Linked DNA regions of Sus scrofa: regions 1 and 3 are each linked to region 2. Evidence: chromatin contacts called from public Hi-C data. All regions are on one chromosome and are shown on one strand. Each heading gives the region's core, a stretch centred on a gene start, on an enhancer-like site or on the middle of the called end of the contact. The rest is flanking DNA. Distances are from core to core; before and after follow the strand shown.

What was found. A called contact is a pair of places that touch in the nucleus more often than the background predicts.
Region 1: a Hi-C map of subcutaneous adipose tissue shows a contact between it and region 2, with 2.8 times the contacts expected there. The contact joins two enhancer-like sites. A contact is called at or near these places in 3 of 47 Hi-C or Micro-C datasets (embryonic fibroblasts and subcutaneous adipose tissue) and 1 of 2 datasets of contacts at active chromatin or transcription factors (skeletal muscle).
Region 3: a Hi-C map of embryonic fibroblasts shows a contact between it and region 2, with 4 times the contacts expected there. The contact joins two enhancer-like sites. A contact is called at or near these places in 2 of 47 Hi-C or Micro-C datasets (embryonic fibroblasts and subcutaneous adipose tissue).

What each region holds. Positions count from the first base shown.
Region 1 is chr1:165,117,682-165,120,721 of Sscrofa11.1, reverse strand. It overlaps SMAD3 (SMAD family member 3), which reads right to left. Exons shown (of 9, transcript NM_214137.1): 9 at 1-850. The coding sequence ends at 727. Among named protein-coding and RNA genes, the nearest start is that of AAGAB, 74 kb to the left of the region's middle. Within about 2 kb of position 1,656, at least 24 of the 83 cell types and tissues checked have an H3K27ac peak or open chromatin away from gene starts, as enhancers often do. A contact at or near this core is called in skeletal muscle and subcutaneous adipose tissue, where this site is marked.
Region 2 is chr1:165,766,000-165,769,197 of Sscrofa11.1, reverse strand. It overlaps SKOR1 (SKI family transcriptional corepressor 1), which reads right to left. Exons shown (of 9, transcript XM_021100496.1): 9 at 2,971-3,198. Among named protein-coding and RNA genes, the nearest start is that of SKOR1, 14 kb to the right of the region's middle. Within about 2 kb of position 1,452, at least 81 of the 83 cell types and tissues checked have an H3K27ac peak or open chromatin away from gene starts, as enhancers often do. A contact at or near this core is called in embryonic fibroblasts, skeletal muscle and subcutaneous adipose tissue, where this site is marked.
Region 3 is chr1:165,061,544-165,064,978 of Sscrofa11.1, reverse strand. All of the region lies in intron 1 of SMAD3 (SMAD family member 3), which reads right to left. Among named protein-coding and RNA genes, the nearest start is that of SMAD3, 65 kb to the right of the region's middle. Within about 2 kb of position 1,763, at least 11 of the 83 cell types and tissues checked have an H3K27ac peak or open chromatin away from gene starts, as enhancers often do. A contact at or near this core is called in embryonic fibroblasts, where this site is marked.

The sequences.
Region 1 (3,040 bases), core at 407-2,906, 650 kb after region 2:
TACAAACTCTGGTACATATGCACTGAGCCTCAACAGAGCTTTCCAACTGCTGAAAGTGAAGACAAATTTAAGAGTGTTTTTAAACCGGTGTCCCACCAGCTTTTCCCACCATCTCTCTGCACATTGTGACCACACTCGCTTGCTCACTGTAATCAGTACGCTCTGAGATGGATAGAGACAGACAAGCCCCCTCCCTGCCCCAAGTCAGTCCAGGCCCCAGGTTACAGGGTCTGCTGCTGCAGCTGGGGTTCAGGAATGCTCAGTGGGGGAAGAGGGCTGGACCTGAGGTGTGCTCACACCCCTGCGGGCTTCTCCCAGCCTAGAGCACCCAAGGCCCATTCCACATTCCGGTCCTGATCAGAAGGCCATTTCCCATTGGACAGTGACATCCCAGTTTCTGTCCTTAAAAAAGGGGGGGGGGAGGCAGGGGGAGGTGGCAGGTGGTGAGATACCACCTGTTTGCTCAAGCCGCCAGAGCAGAAGCCATTTCTTGCCCTTCAAGCTGGGGCCAAAGGGAAGATGTGTTCAGCAGACACAGCTGTTCATAGAAATCCATCTCCGGGTTTGCTTTTGTGTTTTGGAAAACAGGCTGGTGCCACTTTGGTTGAGGGAGAAAAATGTCTTCTTCCTTGACCACAGTGAGTAGAGTTCTGATTTCTCCACCTCCTCCACAGCCATCTTCCCCGAGCCCGCCCTCCCCACCCTCCCCCTTCACACCCAATGTCTCTAAGACACACTGGAACAGCGGATGCTTGGGGAGCCCATCTGGGTGAGGACCTTGTCAAGCCACTGCAATGGCCCATTCAGGTGCAGCTCAATCCAGCAGGGGGTGCTGGTCACAGTCTGTCTCCTGCAAGACATAGGGAGAGGGGTGGGTTGGGAGACTTTAAGAATGTCTAGAAGCCCACACATACAAGTCAGAACCCCTTTTCCTGCTTTGGGACCATCTTCTTCCCAGAGCCAGGGATATGGCCTGTCATGCTGGACCCTGCCCTGGAGGAGGTGCCAGTAACTTGCTGAAACTGCCAGGCCAGACTCTGCCAAACAGGAAGGGCCCCGAGTAGATCGGGGAAGGAGGTGGCCCTTAAAGAGAAACACATAAGGCAAATTCCAGGGTGTCCCAGAGGCCCACCGGTTGCTGTGATGGGCCCCCAGTGGAGAAGCTCCAGCCCAAGCAAAGGTCTCCCTGGCCCCCCTGTCCTGAGCAGACACCTACAGCTCCCTGCCTTCAGCCCCAGCAGGCCACGATGACGTGCGTCTGTCTGATCGAGGGGTGTTTTTTACAAAGCGCCGACAGAGTCCACATGCCGTCGGTCCCCGATGTGCTGATATAATTCCCATCTATGGCCTTATTTTGGAAAATCTTACGAGCAGAGCAAGCCATGGAACAATTACTGGAAAAAACTGAGGCACACCACACGTTTCTTTTCCCCAAAGCACTTTGTCTAAATTCGGGCTGGTTGATGACGCAGCTCGCAGGCGAGCTCCCAAAGGCCTCCTGAGCAAAGGCTATCTGCTGAGGCCGGAGGCGCTGGTGCCAGCTGGAGGTGAGAGGCCTGGGCCCTGGGCCCTGCTTTTGGCCACCTCACAGGAAGGGATGAAACCTTACTCTCCTTGGCCCAGGAGGCAGAAGGAAGGCGAGACTGTTCTGGGAAGGGGCCGCACAGCCAGTTAGGCTGCTCCACCGTGCTGCCAGGTGGCAGTGACGTGGGCTGCACAGCACTGGGTGTGCTGGCCGTATGTCCTGTGTGGTGACACAGTGCCCCCAGGGAAAGGCTTCTGCCAGCAAGGGGCCACTTCTCAAGCACTTGAAGCTGGAGCACTGTGGTGCTGCACCCAGGTCAAGAACCACAGGCCTGAGGGCAGCAGCATCCTTGCTTGGCCACGCTTCGCCCAAGTGGAAGGTTAGCAATGGGCTTCTGGGCTCAGCCCTGCGGTGCCTGCCTGACCTGGGTGCCCAAGTGTGGCCCTCCGGACTGCAGTCTGAGTGGTAAAGAGCACCTGGGCCTCCCTCCCTCTGGCTCTTTTCCCTTGATTCCATCTTTAAGTATCTCCTTTCCCCAGCTTCAAAACAAGACTAATTTTCTAACCTTTCAATTCTTGTTGCCTACATGATTACAGCCAAGGCTAAAGGGTCCCTCAGGTTGGGCCTTTGGGCCTGGGCTCAGCTCAGGCCATATAACTGGGCTGTAAGTTCTCCTGAGGGCTGACCAGTGGGAACGTTGCGCTGGTCATTCATCCCAGATCTCAGACCCCAGAGACCAAGGTGCCACGTCCCCCAGCACTGCGGGGCTGACACAGGGAACAGCAGCTGAAATACGGTAAATGAAAGAGGAGAATTTTATGGACCGAAATCCTCTAATGAGAATCTGACTTTCCATAAGTCATGCTCATCTGGATTTCATTATAAACGGTGGCCCAGAGCCAATATTGAAATGGGTTTGGCTCGGGTGCAGAATGACTGCAAAACAAAATGGATTCCAAACATCTGGAAAAATGAAGCGAAGGGGAGAGTAACTTGCAAGGCCCTGGCTCCAGCTGACGTGTGGGTACCTCTGTGTCTGCCACAGAGCAGGGGGCTGGGCCCACAGACCTGCCCCTTGGGAGACTCCTGTCCAGGTGTGGGGAGAAAAGGAATAGGATTCTTGAAGCCCACCCCAGAACAGTCTGAGAAACTCGAGAGCAGACCAGGGAGACCCCTAACCAGTGCCATGTTGAAACCACTGTCTGAAATTATGAAAAAAAAAAAAAATCATTTCTGAGCAAGTAAGATATCTTCCTGTAGGACTATCAAATCTCCTCGTCCCCTCCCTGCTTCTCAGTTTTAATATCCTAGGTCCTGAGGGTCGCTCCGGTCAGAGATGGAGCCACAGAGGAGGGAAGGAACTCCAGGATGAAGACCCAACTTCCCGGGGAGGGTCATTGTACAAGCAGCTGCCCAAAGCCAACTAGGAGAAAGACACCAAGGGGGCACAGTTCTAGGCTCAGTTTTTCTACAAATGATGTGACTTCAGGCAAGTGGCTTGCCCTCCCTGGACCT
Region 2 (3,198 bases), core at 203-2,702:
AAAAAAACCACAGCAGGTTAAAGCTGACAGAAATAGTTAGACATCATCTCTAGGACACTTTCCTCACTTTGCAGAAGATAAAACAGGACCAGAGAGGTCCAAGGAGTTGGCCAAGGTCACAAAGACAGGCACAGGGAGGAATGGGAACTAAAATCCAGATCTCTCTTCTCTGTTCCACAAGTGCTCAATTAGAAAAAAACAAACGGAACAAACAAAACCCCACCTCTGGCTCAAAATAACACATGCTCATGTAGCCAGAAGCCAGGAACAACCTGGTGCATCTCCTGCTGGTTTCTGCAGTAAGGCATTTATGAACCCATGAGATGTACCTGTCCCTGTGACACGTGTGCACATCAACTGTGTCGAAAAGGCTCTCCTTCTAAATAAATGAATAAAAACATGGATGCTAATTGAAGATTAGCATCATCTCCCATCATTGCTAATACGCTTTTTAGTTATTTGCAATTCCCTTTTGTAAATCTGAGAGAAACATCATTGCCCAAATTAGCTCTTTTCGCTCAATAAAGGCCATATTAGCATTCTGAGGTTTGTGTTTGCTTGCTGCTTATTTAGAGAGAGGTCAAATGAGAAGTTGGGCTGCCTGCACCTGATTTCCATTTCACTGAAAAGGGGGAAGGAGTTGGTCCTCCAGATTCCCCAAAGGCCAGGCCAGGTGCTCCCTGGCTGGGGCTGAGTCAGGTTCACAGTGAAGAGCCAGCGCTCAGCCTAGACCACCCCTGAAGGACTAGCCCAGATGGGTGAAACTGACTCAGGTGGCCCCAAGGTCTTCCTCTGACAGGTACTATCTGTCCTGTCCTCTGAGGGCTGCATCCCCACCATCAAGCCACAGCTCGACTGTCCCCTCCCTCCTGTCCACCCACTGAAGTGGCAGGCCTTCATTCCCCAGCCACGGCTCTGTCCCAAATGTTCCTTCCAAGCTGTCTCAAGACCGAGAATGCTCTCCCCTTGCTGGAACAGAAGCAGCTCCATGACCACAGCAACCCTAATCACTCGATCACCCCTGCAACCTCAGCGCTCACGTCATAGGACCTTGATATTTGGTGAAAAAATGAAAGCAGGAAGTAAAGTCTGAACTGTTAAGGTCTTGGGAATATTGTTTAAGAAAAAGGCAGGCTACACTCTTGGCCCCCATCTTTTCTCTCTTGAATCCCACCGTGAAAGCAGACTTGCACCCATATCACGACTTCTTTCACCACTGGCAGGATCATTTTAGCCTTAATAATTTAACCAACTAGAGCCTCAGTTTTCTAACCTTCAAACTGGGGGGCGCGGAGGGGGTTGGGGGAGGAAACCGATTAGGTTAAGTGCCTGCCCCGGGACTAGATTAAAGAGTGGTGACATTTCCCAAAGCGCCACGACTCCCAAGTCACTCTAAGCAAAGCCAGGAACCCAGAGTGGACACCCTCCCTCTTCCCCTTGGCCTCCAGCGCGGGGTGGGTCAATAGGCAACCCCCCACCGAGGAAGCAGCGGGACACCGGCGCCCGGAGCCGCAGCCCTAGGCCGCCCCGCCCAGCCTCTTCCGGTTCGCGGTCGGTGGCTCCAGACCTCGCGGTGGTTATGGGTCCTAGCCTGACCATCGGTTCGCAAACGTTTCGGGGGCACGGACTCCACTTCTGTGGGGCCCTCATTGGCACCACGGTCCCAGGCCCTCAAAAACCACTCGCGCAGTGCACACGCTTCTCCGCGTAGTTCCGGGTACAATACGCCGCCGCATCCCCCTCCGCCACGCGCCAGGAGGACTCCAGGGACAACCGCTGGGCTCGCAGACCCGCAATAGTGAGAGAAGCGCTAGGGGAACGAGCACCACGTGACCGAGCGTGACAGTAAGGCGCGCGGAGGTCGGGCGGGCAGAGGGCCAATTTCCCATGGTCCCTTCATTTGCATATAATATGTAAGAAGGTTAAAGAGACAATTCTACTTAACTCTCCCAAAATCACAAAGATATGATGACAGTATGTGTGACATAGAAGGTCATAAATCCTCGAATACTTTTAAATTGAAAAAAATTACTCTTCTATAGTCACCATAATCAAAAAAGTTTTTATGTTCTTGGCTTTATATACCCTCTGAGAAGACCCAGCCGTCGTGCTCGCTTCGGCAGCACATATACTAAAATTGGAACGATACAGAGAAGATTAGCATGGCCCCTGCGCAAGGATGACACGCAAATTCGTGAAGCGTTCCATATTTTTGTCCTAGGGTTTACCTGGTTGTAGAGTTTGTACCTCGATGTAATCTTTTCACATACAGGTATTACTTTTTGACACAAAGGAAACTATAGTCACCGGACATGGAGTAAAAGTGTGGGCAGTCAGATTCATCAGTTTGTCGTGCTATTTACATCTAGCCCTTGGGCCCCAGTCTTCAGTCTCTCAAATCTTGCCTCTGCTTCCCTTTGCACTATCCTGGGTTCTACTCTACCTTACACTTAAGGAAAAGGTCTCACTAAAGTTGATCCGTTTCACGTCCAAAACAAAACAGAATCTTACTGCTACCATAAGCATAAGTTATACTATACCAGGGACTTGGAGCAATGCTGACCCCTCATGCTGCCTCTGAATTTAAAATAATAATACCTGCACACTCCTTACTGAGCATCAACCATGTGCCAGGGCCTTCACGGATTTCTCTTTTTAATAATCCTGACAGCCCTGCCTTGTGGGTGTTACTGACACCAGGTCACAGGAGTAGAGCCACCTGGGCATGATCATGTAATTAGTAAACAGCCAAAGCAAGGCCTGAAAAGACCTTTAGAGGCAAAGACCCTGAGAAGACAGGGATCCTGTCCCCAGGTAATTCAGTTGCAAAAAAGCACAGTCCTGATGGGTAAGATGGGGGGCGGGGGAGGGGGGCAAAGGAAGTTCAGATTTCCTGTGATGTTTGTCAGTGATTTTTGAGATAGCAATTTCTTTCCAATAGAAAAATATTGGTGCATGTGCTTTGCTGGTGCCTGAGCATGCAGGTAGTCCAAGTCTCTACACCCTCTGGGAGCCCAGTCGGTTGCCTCGCCAACCCACTCCCAGGCTCTGTGGTCACCTCAGTCAAGGCAGATGCAGGATCACAGAGCCCCAGAGCCTCCCCAGGGCAGCAGTGTGTCCCCTTCCTGTGGGTGCTCAGAGCTGTGGAACAGTGTTCCATCAGGATCTATTTCTGATGTCTTCAGTAGAGGTGAAATG
Region 3 (3,435 bases), core at 514-3,013, 700 kb after region 2:
AGCCTCTTGAAGTGCTCGGCATTCCCAGGTGGCAGCGGGAGCAGGGCCCAGCGTGCTGGCCTCTACAATCACTGCCCCTCACTGGCTCCCCACCCCCACCACGTACCTCCACAAGCGACCACCAGCCCTGCCCCTCCCCCTCACTGGCTTAAGAACCTGTGAATAGAAGGAATACTGCTTTTACACACACACCATCTCTACCAAAGCAGACCCAGGCCTTCTCTATCGATGTCCTGAAGCCCCTGTTGAATAAGCCAGCCACAGTGCTGCTCCTGTGCCCTGGAACTTTCCTTGAGAACTTGGCCTAGATACTACGCTGTCTGCAAATTTTCTTTCTCTGTGTAGGGAAGAACAGACAGGTGAATGGAACACTCTGGGGTCAGAAGGCCCTGGTCCATATTCCATCACCACCCCTGACTGTGCAGCCTTGGGTCAGTTGCTTGGCCTCTCTGGGCCTCTGTTGCTTCCGCTGTAAAAATGCACATGCTAACCGTCTACCACACAAGGTTATTACTGCAAGAATTCAGTGGAATAACAAGGGTGGAATGTCTACCACAGCGCCTGGGACGCCCAGACACTGAGCAAATGCAAGTATCCCCTCTTCCCAGTGATAAGGAGACCCGAGCCCTAGCCCCATTCTGCTCCTCAGTGGCTGTCACAGTAAAGTCATACCCCGCCCTGTGACCGCAATGATGCCCTCCAAAATGTAGGGGATGGGAGCTGACCTAACAAGTAAATCCTAAAGCAATGCTGTCCAGTAAGGCAGCCACCAGGCTCACACACCAAATGAGCATTTGAAATGGCCACGCTGGAGCAAGACATGCTGTAAGTAGACAGAACGTGCTGACTTCGAAGACAGTATGATTTTTAAAAGGATGTAAATTGTCTCATTAACAACCCTGATATTGAATACGTTTGTATTCAATAAAATAAATTATTTAAAATTGACTTCACCTTTTTCTCTCTTTTTCGGCCACCCTGTGGAAGACGGAGTTCCCAGGCCAGGAATCAGATCCCAGCTGCAGTCAAGACCTAAGCTACAGCTACAGCAATGCCAGATCCTCAACCCACTGTGCCGGGCCAGGATCAAACATGCGTCCCAGCTCCCAAGATGAGGCCAATCCCTTTGCACCATAGCAGGAACTCCTGATTTCACTTTTTTCTTTCACCCTTTAATGTGGCTAGTAGATTTCAAATTATACATGTAGCATGCACTGTCTTCCTATCAGAAAGCACTGCTCTAGGATGCTAAGCCTTCAGTGCTGTGGGCATTATTCTCTTCCTATCTAGACTTGTAGTTCCTTCTGGAGAGAGAAGGCCTGCTGGCTCTTCCTTTTTCCCCCCTAAAACAGATAGTGTTCAAGGTATGTACCGAAATACTCTTTAGGGATCTGATGAATAACATCTTAAGACTTTAAAAGTGGTCAAGCAGTCACCAAGCACCAGGAACCTGGTGGTGGGTAAAAACACACGCCAGCTCATTTAATCCTTACAGGGACCACATCTTACAGACAATGGAAATGAAGCTCAGAAAGGCTGAGTGACTTGTTCAAGGCTACTGGATGGTCATGGGCTATAGCTGGGACCCAAACCTAGGCTGTTCTTGACTCCAAGTCCAGCTTCTTCTCTGTCGTTCCATGAGACAAAGCACACAGCCCCCGCCCCTCTATATCACACATATCCTGGAAGCACTCCAGTCCCAGCGACACTCTGCCTCCCATCCTCCCACTCCCAACACCAAAGGATTTCCCAGCAAGCCAGAAATGACACACCACCACACAGAGTCCATGCATAACCCTATCCACGTCTGGGCCCAGGCTGGGTTAGCTCAGAATGAGTCACTTTTTAAAAGGGGTGAGTGATAGGGAAAGGAGGATTCTAACTTGTTGCCAATGAACTTCCTGGCCAGGGTGCAGGTGGAAACCTGAGTCTAAAGAACTGGGGAACAGCAAAGAGCCTGATGAGGTATTTTTTCAGAGGAACTCCTTAGCAAGGCTGAGCAGCCCTAAGTTGCAAAAGCTCCAGCCCCGTTAAAAATCATCTCCCTCAATATTACAAAGCCACAGTCATCAAGACAGTGTGGTACTGGTACCCAAACAGACAGACAGACAATGCAACAGAATAGAGAACCCAGAAATAAACCCAGACACCTACAGTCAATCTTCAACAAAGGGAAGAACATAAAACAGGGAAAAGACAGTCCTTTCAGCAAGCGGTGCTTGGAAAACTGGACAGCCACGTGTAAATCAGTGAAACTGGAACACGCCCTCACACCATGCACAAAAATAAACTCAAAATGGCTTAAAGCCTTAAATGTAAGACAAGACACCATCAAACTCCTAGAAGAGACCATGGGCAGAACATTCTCTGACATCAACCATACAAATGTTTTCTTGGGTCAGTCTCCCAAGGCCAACAGAAATAAAAGGAAAAATAAACCAGTGGGACCTAATCAAACTGACAAGCTTTGGTACAGCAAAGGAAACCATTAAAAAAAAAAAAAAAAAGAACCTGCAGAATGGGAGAAAATAGTTTCAAATGATACAAATGAGAAGGGCTTAATCTCTAAAATATACAAAAAACTTATACAACTCAACAGCAAAAAAAAAAAAAAAAAAAAAAAAAAAAACCCAATTGAAAAATGGGCAAAAGACCTGAACAGACATTTTTCCAAGGAAGAGGTACAGATGGCCAATGAGCACATGAAAAAAATGTTCAACATCACTGATTATTAGAGAAATGCAAATCAAAACTACCACAAGGTACCACCTCACACCAGTCAGAATGGCCATCATTAATAAGTCCACAAGTAACAAATTCTGGAGAGGATGTGGAGAAAAGGGAACCCTCCTGCACTGCTGGTGGGAATGTAAGCTGGTACAACCACTATGGAGAACAGTATGGAGGTATCTTAGAAAACTAAATACAAGGCTACCATATGACCCAGCAATACCACTCTTGGGCATATATCCAGACAAAACTTTCCTTAAAAGAGACACATGCACCCATATGTTCACTGCAACATTATTCACAATAGCCAAGACATGGAAACAACCTAACTGTTCATCAAGAGATGAATGGATTAAGAAGATGGGGTATACATACACAATGGAATACTATTCAGCCATAGAAAAGAACAAAATAATAAAATAATGCCATTTGCAGCAACATGGATGGAACCAGAGACTCTCATACTAAGTGAAGAAAGTCAGAGAGAGAAAGCCAAATACCATATGATATCACTTATATCTGGAATCTAATATACAGCACAAATAAACCTTTCCACAGAAAAGAAACTCATGGACTTGGAGAACAGACTTGTGGCTGCCAAGGGGGAGTGCGGGGGGAGGGAGTTGGGTGGACTGGGAATCTGGGGTTAATAGATGCAAACTATTGCATTTGGAATGGCTAAGCAATGAGATCCTGCTGTATAGC